2 separate regions of the Mus musculus genome follow, and region 1 is linked to region 2. Evidence: chromatin contacts called from public Micro-C data. All regions are on one chromosome and are shown on one strand. The core of a region is the stretch at or near the end of the contact, and the rest is flanking DNA. Distances in the headings are between cores, read along the strand shown. Region 1 overlaps D130009I18Rik (RIKEN cDNA D130009I18 gene). Region 2 holds the start of Ednrb (endothelin receptor type B).

Region 1 (2,700 bases), core at 74-2,573, 950 kb before region 2:
TGCACTTAGATTCCATTTTTCTAAACCAGGAGAGATAAGATGTCATAATTGTGAAAGAAAATAGATTCACTTTTAGCATATTGAGGAGATAAGAGCTTTTCTGTAGGTGGCCAGGGTGACTCTTTAGAACCCTAGCGCCATGGCTTTCTCCCTGCAGAGATAGCCATTCAGCAAACAAGTTTGCATTTATGTGGGGATACAAAACCTCCACTTGTGAGATAGACTGATTTATGCCTTCTCTCCATTTCTAGCCTCAGGATGCTGTGTCTTTGAGGATGGCACAAAGAAGACCTCGCAAACTGGTCTCTTACAGAACATCCTGAAAGCCTTCTACATCCTTCAAAGTAGAGGGCTACCTACATAGGGGAGACTTCTGGAGGCAGCATCAGGGCCTGTGCTAGGACTCCCCCTTCTGTCTTCTTTGTGGATTTGATTATAAAGACAAGGAAAGGCTGACAAAGAAAGGAAGGGGGTGGGGACGGTGGCTCATCTTCTCAAGGTAACTTTTAAAATAGGGTTTAAAACATTTATATTTGTGTAACATAGTTCATAGTCAGCGTATTTTTATTCGTTGACCGAGTGAAAGTCTTTATCTACTTTAGAGCCTCTGTGTTTGCCGAGACTCATTAGTCAGGGAGATAGTTTAAATGCTATGAGGATAACCAATGGTATATTACATTATGACTGCAGCTAGCACCATTTTTCATTCTGCATAACACTATTCTGATTGAAAATCCATAGCCTGCTGCTAACTCTGAACCTCTCTTTCCACCTTTCCAATGAATGGACAAAGCAAGGGATTATGGGGTTTTTTTCCCCCTTTTAGAATTACTAGTCTGTGGAGATCAGTATTCTGAAATGTACCGAGTTCAACTCCTTATTTCAATTGCAATATCTATTACCCATAAGAGTGTGCCAAGATTTAAAGGCTCGCGGTAGACGGATGTCTTTTGATCATAGCTACAGTTGTCCTTGCCTGGAATGGGGGCAGGGAGGGGGAGAAAGTTTAAGCAGAGGAGGGCTGGATACTGATGGAATCCTGGCACTTTCTTTACTGCAGGTTTATTTAGGCAAGGGGTCTAAGACATTCTGAGGCTGTATATGAAGGTGTATTTACCCTGAAGGCACCTCGTGTGAAAGTGACTTTAATAAGAAAGATGTTTTCCTTGTGAGAACCTAGCATCGTAGCATTGGTCAAGGCAGGGCTGAGGGCAGCCTGTGAGTCTCTGTGCAGGAAGCCACCATGGAAGGTCTATTGGTAGGCTGGATGGAAAGCAATGCCTTCCTAGGAGTCCAACCACAGGGACGGCAAGCATCCTGCAAACAGCTTGGTTGATAGGTCTCATGGGGACTGGGATAAAAAGCAAAGAGGAGCTCAAGATGCAGGGTAGGAACAGCGTGAGATAAGTGTAGTTATATAGACAGACAAGGAAGTAACATCACCTTATTAAAAATAATTCCAAGATGCTCTCTCACCTTTGTGCCCTTCCCCCAGTCTTGAGCAGGCTAAATAGACCTTAAATGTTTGCCATAGTCAGACCTAACACCCAGGTGGAGTCAATTTCCTACAGGAGTAGACCGCCTGCTGAGCTTGCTTTGCAACACAATCCAGCTGAAACAAAGGATGGGTCTGTGGGCTCTCCCTATAGAAAGGCAGTGCTGACTATTGAAGTTGAGCCTTGATCAGAAACATCTGTCTTGGCTTCCTCCTTCTCTTCCACCGTGTTCTTTTTTCATTTCCAGCCACTCTTCCAGGTAAGCCCAGTTCTCTGTGGCTGCTGGAGTGGTACACACCTTAACTGCATGTCATGGCTCTTCTTAATCAGTGTATCAGACTGACCAAACTTTAGTTAATTTATGAGTTACTCATTAAAAAAAAACATTTTATCGATTCTTTGTGAATGTCATATCATGTACCCCAATCTCACTAATCTCCCTGTCCCTTCATATCCAGCCTCTGTTTTTGCAACCTACCCTCCCCACCAAAGGGGGAAAAAAAGATAGAATTAAAAAGGAAAAACTTGTTCTTGGAAGCTACAGTGTGTCTAATGTCCGTCTTTCCATACATATTTACTTGGAAATGTTCATTGCAGTGAGTCATTTGTCTATTTTGAGGCCTCTGGCTTCTGTTGCACTATTAATACTGGAGCCACATCAGGACTCCTCTCAGCTATCCCGTTGTTGCCTTGTTTCATGGAGATTCTGCAGCTTTGAATTTGCAGGACCAGCCCTTTCATGTGCTCCAGAAGATCATAGATGGGATAGATGTTGGGGTGGCCCAACTCAAAGCCCTGGATCTGGGCCTGGGTTGAAGCTGAATTGATACGCCCACTAAGATGAGTTTTCTAGCACTGCCCTGGTGAGCTCACCTAATGCCAAAGCTGGAAAGAGTTAGAGTTAGTTCTGTTGTTTTTATGCCCTTGGGGCAGCTCATCTGCACCTTTGACACTGGGGTGCTATGACTGGGCTACCTAGGAGACTTGCAGGGCCTGCTTTCCAGAGTACTGCAGCCAGTGAGGAGCAGGGTACCAGAGGCAAGCAGTGAGAGTCATGGGGTAGAGAGCCTTTCTCTCTTCCTCACCCTTTGTCACAGCAAATGAGGGTAGGACCAGGTCTCCCACACTCATTCCCTCAGGGATGACTCACCCGCCCTCCACACCTACCCCACCATCAGGGTCAACTCTACTGTGCTGCCCAGGT
Region 2 (2,700 bases), core at 73-2,572:
TGGAAGATCAGCCAGTGTTCTTAACCTCTGAGCCATCTTGCCAGCCCCTCAAGCAGGGTCTTCTTTAGGATCTCCCCGCAAAGTAATTTCAGGTTGAGGCAAATTGACATGTAAAGCAGCTAGAACGATAGTCAAGTACAAAATTAGCGTTAGTAGTCTACAAGTGCTCTAAAAAACAGGGCAGAGGCACATCTCAGCAGGAATTAGCAGGGACATTCCCATTGCATGGAAGACACACTAATAGAGATGATGAGAAAGAGAGAGGTAGAGAAGAAAGCCTGAGTGAAAGTGACTTGTGTCAAAGGGACAGGTTCAAAACTGCCCTTGGAGCAGGCACATCCTTACTGAAGCACACAAAGAATTCCTTATTGCACAACACTGTATGTTGGCACGAAAGTCCACGTGAAGCAGTTCCATGCTGACCTTGTCTTCACTGAGGCAGGAGGATAAACATTGTCTTCAAAACAACCTGATTTGGAATTGGTGCTCATGCCCAGGCCATAGTTCCCATCCCTTAGACTTAACTACAGTCCACATTTAAAGTTCACCTTTTAACATACACGCGCACGTTCTGCTTCCAGCTTCATGGGAAACATTTGATAGGCGTTGCCCATCTAAGATGCAAATCCTAGTTGTACAATGAACTAGCTGGGAGACAAAGGGGGTCTAGAGGATGACCTCCTCTGCAGGCACAGCAGGATCTTGCTGATAGCAGAATAATGCACCTCACCCACCACTCTGCGCAACGGAAGATCCCTAGCATTCCCTTCTCTACCATAAAGACAGAAGCCAAGAATGACAGGGAGAGTTCATTTCCTTGCTCTGTCTGGTAAAATAAGCGTCAGGTTGAATTTGTAAATAGGCTTCCTGAGTATTTTCCTGTCTTCTGCCTCAGGTCCCTTTAGGCAACAGTAGAAAGACCCCTAGTAATGGCACCTCAGTACACAGGAAGAGGGATCTACAGGGCACAGAGAGAGATCTACAGGGCCTTTTGGTCCTTTGGGTGGGCAGTCCCTCTGCCGAAGAAGAAAGCGTCCCGCCCTGCATGCTGGCTTAAAACTTAAGGGCAAAACAAAACAAAACAAAACAAAATCAAAAAACAAGAACAAACGAAAGACAACTTCCCCAAACCAAGCAGATTTCGGGAATCACTACAGGACATTTGTGTGAACAGTCGGAGTATTCAAAGTCCAGGTTGATACAGAACCTTCTCTCCTAGGTTCCAGATCCCAGGTTGTCATGGGATATGTTAGTTTCTTCGTTGAGTAAGAAATAAACAGCTTTATGTGAGACACAACTCTGAACTAGGACTGCCCCTCCCAGCGGTCAGCTGGGGCTGATACTGTCCAGGCGTCGCCCAAGGGAAAAGGTTGTGGCAAGGTCGCTCAGAAAACGCGGGAGGAGTCTGGCGTTGATTGATGCTGGGAAGGGACCGAATGAATAAAAGTACTTGTCTGGGGACAGCAAAGACCCCGCTCAAGCTGCTGAGGATCCGCTGCCTGGCATTCTCTCGGTCTTTTGTCAGAGCCAGAGCTGCATTCAGTTGCGAGAGGCCTGTTTAGGAGCAGCTGGACGCCTGCTGAGAGCCGCAAGCTCCCTAGGGCAGTTGACAACCTGGGAAGGAGGTTCCCTGCTCGTGGCGCTGCTCCTGGTGCTTCCAATCCGCACGAGGTAACGAACCATCCTGGTTTAGCTTTGAATTAACATCTGTGGCTGAACCGTGCTTTGGGGCTTCCGCTTTGCTTAGTGGTTCGGGGGTTTTTTAATTAGTAAAACTTACACACGACAGCGATTTAAACCGAGATTGGGTTGTAAGGCGAGTGTTTGAAGTCACTGGGACAGCACAGAAGTTGGTGCTGATCTGTTATTCTCTCGGTTCTTGGCTGAGTGCATTGACGTATGCCCTTGGCCGCTAGGTGCCTTCACTCCGGGTCCCCAAGCTTAGCTAAAATTGGGCTTGCTTCTTCCCGGCACATACGAGTGTTCTTTCATTGGGACACGCACCCTCCCCAGTCTGGAACACCCCCTGCCCGAATGCTCCTCCCCACCGACTGGTCTACGGCAGGGCTGGGGATTAAAACTCTGCGAGCAGGGTCCGGGAGGAGACTGAATGCAGACCAGCGGGTGGCGTGCGCCCAAGTTCCCCACTGGCGCGCAAACTTAACTTACTGTTAAGGCGCGGGTAGAGGCAACCGGGCTAGTGTGTTTTCAGAGGCTTGGCTGGGGTAGCTGACTTAAGTGTCCTGTCTTCACTCCCCAGTTGGTCTCCAGACTGAAAACAGCAGAGCGGCTACCAGACTCTCACAGGAGCAAGCTGTAACATGCAATCGCCCGCAAGCCGGTGCGGACGCGCCTTGGTGGCGCTGCTGCTGGCCTGTGGCTTCTTGGGGGTATGGGGAGAGAAAAGAGGATTCCCACCTGCCCAAGCCACGCTGTCACTTCTCGGGACTAAAGAGGTAATGACGCCACCCACTAAGACCTCCTGGACCAGAGGTTCCAACTCCAGTCTGATGCGTTCCTCCGCACCTGCGGAGGTGACCAAAGGAGGGAGGGGGGCTGGAGTCCCGCCAAGATCCTTCCCTCCTCCGTGCCAACGAAATATTGAGATCAGCAAGACTTTTAAATACATCAACACGATTGTGTCGTGCCTCGTGTTCGTGCTAGGCATCATCGGGAACTCCACGCTGCTAAGAATCATCT

Evidence for each region. A called contact is a pair of places that touch in the nucleus more often than the background predicts.
Region 1: a contact with region 2 is called in a Micro-C map of embryonic stem cells, with 2.6 times the contacts expected there. The contact joins the enhancer-like site here to the promoter of Ednrb in region 2. A contact is called at or near these places in 4 of 39 promoter capture datasets (hippocampal neurons, liver, pre-B cells and 1 more), 1 of 484 Hi-C or Micro-C datasets (embryonic stem cells) and 2 of 115 datasets of contacts at active chromatin or transcription factors (astrocytes and embryonic forebrain).

The regions. Positions count from the first base shown.
Region 1 is chr14:104,788,439-104,791,138 of GRCm38.p6, reverse strand. The region is part of intron 2 of D130009I18Rik (RIKEN cDNA D130009I18 gene); the gene reads right to left. Among named protein-coding and RNA genes, the nearest start is that of D130009I18Rik, 150 kb to the right of the region's middle. Within about 2 kb of position 1,323, at least 13 of the 459 cell types and tissues checked have an H3K27ac peak or open chromatin away from gene starts, as enhancers often do. A contact at or near this core is called in embryonic stem cells and stem cell-derived epiblast-like cells, where this site is marked.
Region 2 is chr14:103,843,098-103,845,797 of GRCm38.p6, reverse strand. It overlaps Ednrb (endothelin receptor type B), which reads left to right and starts at 1,322. Exons shown (of 8, transcript NM_001136061.2): 1 at 1,322-1,671; 2 at 2,261-2,700. The coding sequence starts at 2,322. All of the region lies in intron 1 of Gm35197 (a long non-coding RNA gene), which reads right to left.